Regions from separate parts of the Salmo salar genome. Here region 2 is linked to region 1. Evidence: chromatin contacts called from public Hi-C data. All regions are on one chromosome and are shown on one strand. Each heading gives the region's core, a stretch centred on a gene start, on an enhancer-like site or on the middle of the called end of the contact. The rest is flanking DNA. Distances are from core to core; before and after follow the strand shown. Region 1 overlaps LOC106561152 (talin-2). Region 2 holds the start of tpm1 (tropomyosin 1 (alpha)).

Evidence for each region. Hi-C and Micro-C count contacts between places; a contact is called where the count stands out from the background.
Region 2: a Hi-C map of muscle shows a contact between it and region 1, with 8 times the contacts expected there. The contact joins the promoter of tpm1 here to the enhancer-like site in region 1. A contact is called at or near these places in 2 of 3 Hi-C or Micro-C datasets (gill and muscle).

The regions. Positions count from the first base shown.
Region 1 is chrssa10:91,154,422-91,159,209 of Ssal_v3.1, forward strand. LOC106561152 (talin-2) reads left to right here. Exons shown (of 57, transcript XM_045688215.1): 57 at 1-2,082. Among protein-coding and RNA genes, the nearest start is that of tpm1, 33 kb to the right of the region's middle. Within about 2 kb of position 2,315, at least 4 of the 13 cell types and tissues checked have an H3K27ac peak or open chromatin away from gene starts, as enhancers often do. A contact at or near this core is called in muscle, where this site is marked.
Region 2 is chrssa10:91,188,030-91,192,817 of Ssal_v3.1, forward strand. tpm1 (tropomyosin 1 (alpha)) reads left to right here and starts at 2,245. Exons shown (of 10, transcript NM_001123656.1): 1 at 2,245-2,439; 2 at 3,197-3,322. The coding sequence starts at 2,326.

The sequences.
Region 1 (4,788 bases), core at 1,065-3,564:
AATTATATTCCACATAATAATTAAAATGTCCTGTTGCTACAGGATTCTTTTCCTGCTGTGAGAAGCAGGGTCAAATTAAGATCTGTACATATCAATAAAGCCACTAACCAATAGTTTAGCTTAGGATTGGGCATTTGTAATATGTTAGTATATGAATGTGATCTTTGGAATTGCTGTTGAATAATTAAACGTTTGGATTTTATGTACTATATTTAATGTAATAGAACTTCAGCTTCACACCAAATCCGTAGTGTCAGTGAGTGGGTTTGAGTGGATAGTAAAGCCAACAGCAGACACTAGTTCATGTTTTACAGCATCGTAATACCTTTTAAAGGAATACTTCTGTAGGTAATAATTATCCCTGGTGTGTCAGTAGGGAGATCCCTGCCTCGGCTCCCATGTTTGGACATTCGGCTGTCACTCATATTTCAGGAGCAGGGAGCAGTCACGGCAGAGGGTTGTTAATGGGTTAAATCTCAGTCTATGTGCAGTATTTTTGCCAGACTGGTATTCTCTCCCCCAAGCCCTCTCACACTCTTTTTGGTTTTCCTGCCTCCTGCAGGAGGAGGCTCCGTTTACATTCTTTCTCATATTTTTTTCTCTCTTTCTTGCCTTTGTGTTTTAATTCCAGTCTAATTGACAGTAGCCAGAGTTTGGTTGGGAGTTCCACCATACGCACACAACAGCAAAGCTATGCTCTGTCTGTCCGTTGCCTGTTCAGCCGGTGGTGTTTGGTTTATACTTATTACAGATTCCATTGAGTTTGGGATATGAGCTTGTGTTCATGTTCTTATTGTTCCTCTAACCATAGCAACACATTACCACTCATTATACTGTGTCAGACTGATGAGAAGGCAGCACTGATTGGAATTGTGTATGCAGCTGTGTATGCAGCTGTGTATGGCTTATTCCCTCTTAGACATGTATGAAACTGTAGGATGTGGTGTAGAATGGCACTGAGATGTCTGGTATAACCTTATGCACTGAGGAGAGCAAGCAATGCCTTCCATGTTCAACCATTCAGGATTACTACTAACGCACCTGTCAAATGTATTAGTGATGAAACCACATACAGTCCAGTCCTGACTAGGGCCGGGACGATACCAGTATTGCAATACTCGTTAGTATCGTGTAAAAGAAACAAAACACAAAGCGGATTTAACTTCTTTAGGAAAACAGCCCTTATGTTGGAATGAAACATCATTATGTTGTCATCCAGAGTCACATGTATATATTTTCCAAGCTATAGCATGCTTTTAAAGGACCGAAGAGTTTGGTCTGCTTCGTGTTTTTCATTTTTGTAATGGAAAGAAATATTGTGATACTGGTATCGTCCTGGCCCTAGCCCTGAGTAGGAAAATAGTTAATTTATGTTATTCCAGTATTGGTGTAGTATAAGGTCATTAGTATTGTGTCCACTCCAACAGCTCAGTCCCTCGTTGTCAGTCTGTGGTCTGCATTGTGTACTTGTGCCTTAATTGAAACCCCGCTGTAACAACATCTAAAGGCTTGTCCTTCTGGATAAGAACATGTATCCCGTCTAACCCAAACTCTCTCTGGGCCATTAACTATCACCTAGTCCTATGCCATAACACAATGTATTGCCTTGGCTGGTAGCCCATCTGCCTGCCGTAAACCATGCTGGTATATAAAGTGCATCCATGGATACGTTTAGGTTTTAGACTATATACAGAACTTAATACACACTACAATGCATTCCATGAGCATGTGGCAAGTTGTTATTGAACTCTTAAAGATGATAATTTGCTCTGCCTTGAAATTCATTCAGCATACACATAATCCTTATAAATAGGACTAAATAACGTCCTTGTTTCATTGTTAAACCACTATAAATGAAGTTTTTAACAATAAATGTAACGACTATCCTGAGATAATGTATATTGTCTAAGCAATTTGTCTATAAGCATTAACTGGAATAGGAAAAACGACTAGCTGTAGGTGTTGTGCTTTCTTTAACAGACTGAATTCATTTCAACAGTTTAACTGATGCTATATGTCTAATATTTATCTTGTCACAAAGGTATTTTTTGTATTCACTGAAAATAAAGAATTTGAAACAAACATGGCCCAGTTTGTTAGTGGTCATTGTGTTTAATTTACTGTATGTATCATTCATTCTTGAACAGGAATCCTGAATGAACTTAAAGGAAATGGAATAGTGAAACAAAGCAAAGGCTGTATCATCTCACCAACATTCTTTCCAGTAGATGTCACTGTTAGTCTTTTCAATGTAGAGATTGGGGTCACTGGGTGTTTTGAGACCTATGCTGTAGTGGATGGAGAGTGCAAATTCAGGCAGACCAAATATGGTCATACAGTATGTGCTGTATTCCCCTGGTTCACAGAACAGACCCTGAACCATGCAGCGACTGATTGCCATTTTAGATGTTTGTACTTTCAGTTCACTTGATCAGATTCCCAATAGATTCAAATGGATTGCCCATTTCTATAATGTTGTCTGTATAAGTCCTCTGATGTTAAAAGTGATGCCATGCAATTCTGATCTGCAGTTCTACCTCTAGTAGACCTTACGTTGGCAGTGAGCACATTCTCCTCAGGTGACAAATCTTCCAGTAAGTCTGGAGCTCACATGCCAGTCCTCCTCTCAGTGCCCTGCCCTGGGCTCCCCAGGACAGACTGTATGAAAGACGGTCAGAGCAGAGGTGCCCAGCAGTGCGATACACATAGTCAGCCTAATGAACACCATATTTGGTTGTTTGACTGTTTTGGTCTCATGCGAGGCCACACAGTGGAGAGGGGAAACTCAAGCCATGTGTCCAGCAGGGAAGGGATTGCCATTCCACCACAACTTAGACCAGAGGAAGAGGATGATGTTGTTTTGGGAGCTTTGGCTCAGGAATAGGACTATAACAACTCTCAATAGGATGAATAATGCTGTGTAGATCCCACGATCTCCAGTGGGTCTGTCCTCTTATTGCCATGAACTTCATGATTGCAGTCTGATTAGGAAACCACTTTATTAGACCTGCAATCAAGTTCTTCAAAATGTCTGTTTGGCACACCAGCATGAATAACTTCATGACTCCAACATGATAACACTAATAGTGATTTTTTGTTTGCTTATATATAGTGCCTTCAGAAAGTATTCATACCCCTTGAATTACTCCACATTTTGTTGTTACAGCCTGAATTCAAAATGGATTTAAAAAAATATATATTTTCACCCATCTACACAGACTTTGTGCTAATTTATTGAAAATGAAATACAGAAATATCACACCCTGAGTCAATAATTTGTAGAAACACCTTTGGCAGCGATTACAGCTGTCCTTCTGGGTAAGTCTGTAAGAGCTTTCCACACCTGGATTTTGCAACATTTGCCCATTGTTCTTTAAAAAATTCTTCAAGCTCCATTAAATTGGTTGTTGATCATTGCTAGACAACCATTTTCAAGTAGATCTAAGTGAAAACTGAAACTCGGCCACTCCGTAACATTCACTGTCTTCTTGGTAAGCAACTCCAGAGTCAATTTGGCTTGTGTTTCCGGTTATTGTCCTGCTGAAAGGTGAATTCTTCTCCCAGTTTCTGGTGGAAAGCAGACAACCAAGTTTTCCTTTACGATTTTGCCTGTGCTTAGCGCCATTCTCTTTTTATCTTGAAAAACTCCCCAGTCCTTAACGATTACAAGCATACCCATAACATGATGCAGCCATCACTATCAAATCAAAGTGTATTTGTCACGTGCGCCGAATACAACAGGTGAAATGCTTACTTACAGGCTCTAACCAATAGTGCGAAAAAAAGGTGTGTGTGTGTGTGTAGGTAAGTAAAGAAATAAAACAACAGTAAAAAGATATTTGAAAATAAGAATAGCAAGGCTATATATAGACACTGTTTAGTCAGGCTTATTGAGGTAGTATGTACATGTAGGTATGGTTAAAGTGACTATGCATATATGATGAACAGAGAGTAGCAGTAGCGTAAAAAGAGGGGTTGGCAGGTGGTGGGACACAATGCAGATCCCTATGCTTGTAAATATGGAGAGTGGTACTCAGTAATGTGTTGTATTGGATTTGCCCCAAACATGACACTTTGTATTCAGGACAAAAAGTGAATTGCTTTGCCACATTTTTTGCATTATTACTTTAGTGCCTTGTTGCAAACAGGATGTATGTTTTGGAATATTTTTATTCTGTACAGGTTTCCTTCTTTTCACTCTGTTAATTAGGTTAGTAACTGTAATGTTGTAGATCCATCCTCAGTTTTCTCCTATCACAGACATTAAACTCTGTAACAGTTTTAAAGTCACCGTTGGCCACATGATGAAATCCCTGTGTGGTTTCTTTCCTCTCCGGTAACAGAGTTAGGAAGGGAGCCTGTATCTTTGTAGTGACTGGGTGTATCAATATGTCACCCAAAGTGTAATTAACAGTGGTGGAAAAAGTAGCCAATTATAATATACTTCATTAAAAGTAAAGATACCTTAAAAGAAAATGATTCAAGTAAAATAAAAAGTCACCCAGTAAACTTCTACTTGAGTAAAACTCTAAAAGTATTTGTTTTAAAATATACTTAAGTATCAAAAGTAAAAGTATAAATCGTTTCAAATTCCAAATATTAAGCAAATCAGACAGCACCATTTTCTTGTTTTTTAAATTTAATTTACGGATAGCCAGGGGCACGCTCAAACACTCAGACATAATTTACAAACGAAGCATGTGTGTTAAGTGAGTCCGCCAGATCAGAGGCAGTAGGGATGACCAGGGAGGTTCTCTTGATAAGTGTGTAAATTGGACCATTTTCCTG
Region 2 (4,788 bases), core at 995-3,494, 34 kb after region 1:
GCTGAAAAGTTACTAAGGGCCAGTGAGTGACGAGATCCACTGGCCCGACACATGTTTTTACTCGCCCCGGTGTACCATCTTTAATGTCGGACCCTGCACACGAAAGAAAATATATGAATGTGCCAGAAAACAATAGGCTAAGTGGATTTTGACTCATTACCACATTATATGGGACGTGCAAATTCATGCTCTCTCCCTCCATGTAAATATCTGACTGCAACCACAGCGCACACAACACACCCATGAATGGCAATCAACCTACGTATGTCAGTTGCTGTGATAATAAAAACAGCCCAAACTCAAAGTGAACAGCATACGAAGACTTGGATTATTTTAGAGGCTTATCTCATAGGGTTTGGCCCGAACACTTGGCATAGTGACTTAGTTGAACTTTACAGACCAAGGCAGGTGCTTGAAGAAGGCAATCCTAAAAATATCCTCATAAGAAGGAGAGACTCAAGAAGGCCTCAGTCTAACCCTATGTTTCTTTCAGCTTCCTGTCTACATTACAAGAAGATATATATTTACACACTAATAACAATTAGGGATTACTCAGTTGAATTACATTTAATTTTACCAATGTCAACTTTAGCTGTTCGGGTGCTTCACGAATGGCTTGCCTCTACTTTTTGTCAATTGTGGCAAATTAGTATCTGTTCAATTGATATGGTTAACCTTCAATGCGATGGATGATATGAGAGATAGTCAAACTGATCAATCCATTGTTTTATCAATATTTCTTCAGGTTAATTTCCAAACATAAACAATTGCTAAAAACCTGTCATGTACTGTATGGTCATGCAGGTCCAGTTTAATTAACTCGTTCCCTGTAGATTGTGTTTTACGATTACTCTTCTTATATCCATCTTGAACAGTCTGAACAGCAGTGACAGTTCTCTAACATTAGAACCAGCAGCGCAACTTTCACTGGGGATGGGGGACATGTCCCCCCCACATTCTGAAATTGCATTTTTGTCCCTCCCAGTTTTATCATTGGAATGTGATACAAAATGGGGGGGGGGGGCTTTAGGACCATGCGGACGGCTCCGAGTGATTGGGTAGGCTGTTTGGAGTGTTTATCAGACTGGATAAAAAAATTATAATTTAAATTATGTTATGTCCCCCCAACCTAAAACCAAAGTTGCACCCCTGATTAGAACTACAGTATATAGCTACTGTAGATTGTCAAAGGGAGCAGAGGGCTGTTGAAATACTATCACACTTCAGTATCCCATGGAGGCTGTCTGGCTACAGCCAACTAATACTTAAAGAGTTAGCAGGGAGGCTACTTGATACATTATCTGGCAGCTCTTTCCTATCTTACGCCTCTCAGATTGTGAACAATGCCTCGAGGGGCTGGTTGACCTGAGTCTTTCACCAGCAGTACCTCTTCACTGACTGTACACTTGACCTGAGCTAATACAACACCTCCCAGGAGGACAATTTCAGCTCCATGGATAGCACTGGGCACTGACACAGTTATGGTCCAGTATCCTGAGACAAAAGGACAAAAAATCATTAAACACTATTCAATACTAAATCATCTCAGAATGACATGAGGGGAAATAATCTCAATATATTGTACTTACTGTAGTATGGCCCACTGCCAACATGCTGGCACACGTGTAGAATTGCAGGAAATTGGCTTTAAAACTGCAACATGTTCTCTTAGTATCAAGACAAAATGTGTAGAATAGCATTATAAAACAGCACATTTTGCATACTCCTGCCCTGGACAGTGTCCTTCCCAAACAGTAGATTTACTACCTTAGAAATAGGAACCTACATCTTGAAGGGGCTGCTCTCCTGCCCATCAAATCGGTCATGCCTAGATGGGATACAGCTTTTGTCAAATCTGAAGTCAAACGTAGTTTTGGGAGCATTTTAGCTAACCCTAACCCTTTACCTAACCTTAACCCAATTATACTAACCTGCTAAGTGAATTCTCATAACCTGCTGCGTAAGTTCTCCTAAACCTGCTACGAAAAGTCAACTTTGACAAAAGCTGTATCCTTTCTAGACAAAACTATCAAATCCCATATATAGTCATATCAATGGTCAAATGTCTGAGAGCAGCGAATCACCGAGTAGATCCATAAAGAAAGATAGGGCAAGGGGAAGGGACCCCGAGATGCCGTCTCCAAAAAAGTATTGGATGTCTAAAGGAATTTAGTCCCCTCCCCTTCTTGACAGTACATATTTGACAAGGCACATTCAAGAAGAGCTTGCACTCCAGCGCAACGGTCAGTTAAGCACAGACGCACAGTCTCTCTCCTCGGGTCTCTTTCGAAACATTTGGTGGAGCCAAACAAAAAATAAGCAGCCATGGATGCCATCAAGAAGAAGATGCAGATGCTCAAGCTCGACAAGGAGAATGCCTTGGACAGAGCTGAGGGAGCCGAGGGAGACAAGAAGGCAGCAGAGGACAAGAGCAAACAGGTCGGCATTATATATGGGAAATCTAAATGATTCTAGAAAAGGCACCTGAATACCAGTGGCTCTGTTCGCCGCAGTCTCTAAACATGGATCGATCACCTCTTCAATGTGGATGTATCACTTTTACGGATCATTCGAAATAAGGAGTATTTAAGTGATATTTATGAATAACATATCACAACGGGTAGGCTATTAAGTGACCTGGGTATGAATTATCGGAATAATTGTGTTTACTAATTACGTCCATGTCACTGATTGATGGGTGGGTGAAGTTGTATTAATGTAGCCTAATTATAAGTAGGAAAATATGTGTATAGGAAAATTGCTGTCGGTTAATTATAAGTAGGAAATATAGAATAATTACTGTGGGGAATATAGATAGGCTATTGAAAAACATATGCTTCTTTCAGCATAAATGCAATAGTATATTCACTTTGATGTTCTATTCAAATAAATAAAATGTTGTTATTTATGCATGTGTAGTTAGAGGATGAAATAAGTGAGTTGGAAAAGAAATTACGGATCACCGAAGATGAACGTGATAAAGTGCTTGATGAGTTCCAAGCCGCCGAGGAAAAGTTGCTGAACGCCGAGGAGGTGGCCACCAAGGTATTTTGTGTGGCTCGCATGATTTTCCCTAACTTCTCTCCTCTCTCTCCCTTTCTCTGTCTGTCTGCGTTCTTGCGCTCTGTGCGCGCTCACGCCCTCTGTTTCCCGCTGATCACCCCTGTGAAACTGTCCACACTTAAACAAACCTCAGCTCGAGGATGACTTGGTAGCTCTGCAGAAGAAGCTGAAGGGAACAGAGGATGAGTTGGACAAGTACTCTGAGTCTCTTAAGGATGCACAGGAGAAACTTGAGGTGGCTGAGAAGACAGCCACGGACGTAAGTAAAGGGCACAAAATCACCATTCCTGCACACTGCTTCCCACATCTGTAAAATGTGTAAAATGACAGTGTTATGTGAGAGGCCTTTATTCGGTCTCATCACTCGGTCTAAAGTCGTTTCTCAGATTACCAAATGTAGGTAGAATACTGTTTAGGTGTGACTCACCTGTCGAGCCCAATATGTCTATGGGCCAGTTGGAATGTAGCTTATTATGATAAAGGAATAATATTTAAATCACAAACAATCATGATGTCATGCCAGATTTTGTTGAACTGTCATTTTATATATTTTGTTTGTGGTTGTTTGTCTGTTGTCAAAGATCACAAGTCACCTAAATCATATCAATATAAAGAACAAAAGTGTTTCAGTGTTCTGGTATTTGAATCTCTCCACATAGATAGCCTACATATGAGACCCCAAAGTCAATTTAAGACAGTAAATCAGATTTCTCTCCACAGCTCCTTAAAGTGGGGACATTTATGAGTGGAAACTGAATGTGTTGAACGTGCAGTCTCCAAGCGGAGTGCGTGTGCACCACACGGATAAATATAGCCCACTGCTTTATTTGGTCATCGGTCAAGTTAGAGCTTACTTTTTTGGGCTGTGCCTGTTTCTTGCAACAGAACAGACTAGGTCTATATTAAATTCGTTTCCCTTAAATTAGATTTTCTAACTATTCTACCATCAACCTGAAGTATTTTCTAATAATGAGCTATTTACTAATTATATCCACTTTTAGACTTATCGTATTTTTGCAAGATTATTCTTGTATCTTATTATTAATGTATTTTGTTTGTTGTTTTGAGGAACATTTAGTTAAACTCATACCCTAGAGTGTAATTTGGCTTCCCTGCGGTGTAATTTGGCTTCATACAGAGAAGAACTTGAAATTAGGGAAATGCTCCATAAAAGGAAAACTATCAGCAACGTGTGTATGTCGATTCATGCGTGACACCAGGAGCTGCATCCAGGGGCTGAAAAAAATGATATGTATAAAATACCTAGGTTTATCACGTTATGGCATGATGATCCCAGGCTAAATAAATATGAACAAAGAAAAAACATTAACAAGGCAAGTTAATCCCCCCTCAATAATGAAGTTATCAAATTAGATGTGACATTCAGTTGACAATTGATTTTCATGTATTGAAAGTGTCTGTAGGGTAGCCAACATCTCAATAGACTACATGGACGCCCTATGCTCATCTCCTTTCCTTTAGGCCGTCATTGTAAATAAGAATTTGTTAACTGATTTGCCTAGTTAAATAAAGGTTAAATAAATAAAAATAATATGCACTGATATGAACGAGTTAAACTGGTAAAAATGTATAAATTCTTGGTAGGCATTCACTTGTCCTACGTTTTCAAAACTCATTTGTTGAACTCCTTGAGTAAGATTCTAGAAATGCATAGAAGGCCTCCTCTTGGTGCTCTTTAAGAATTATAGTCTGGAGAGTTTTTCA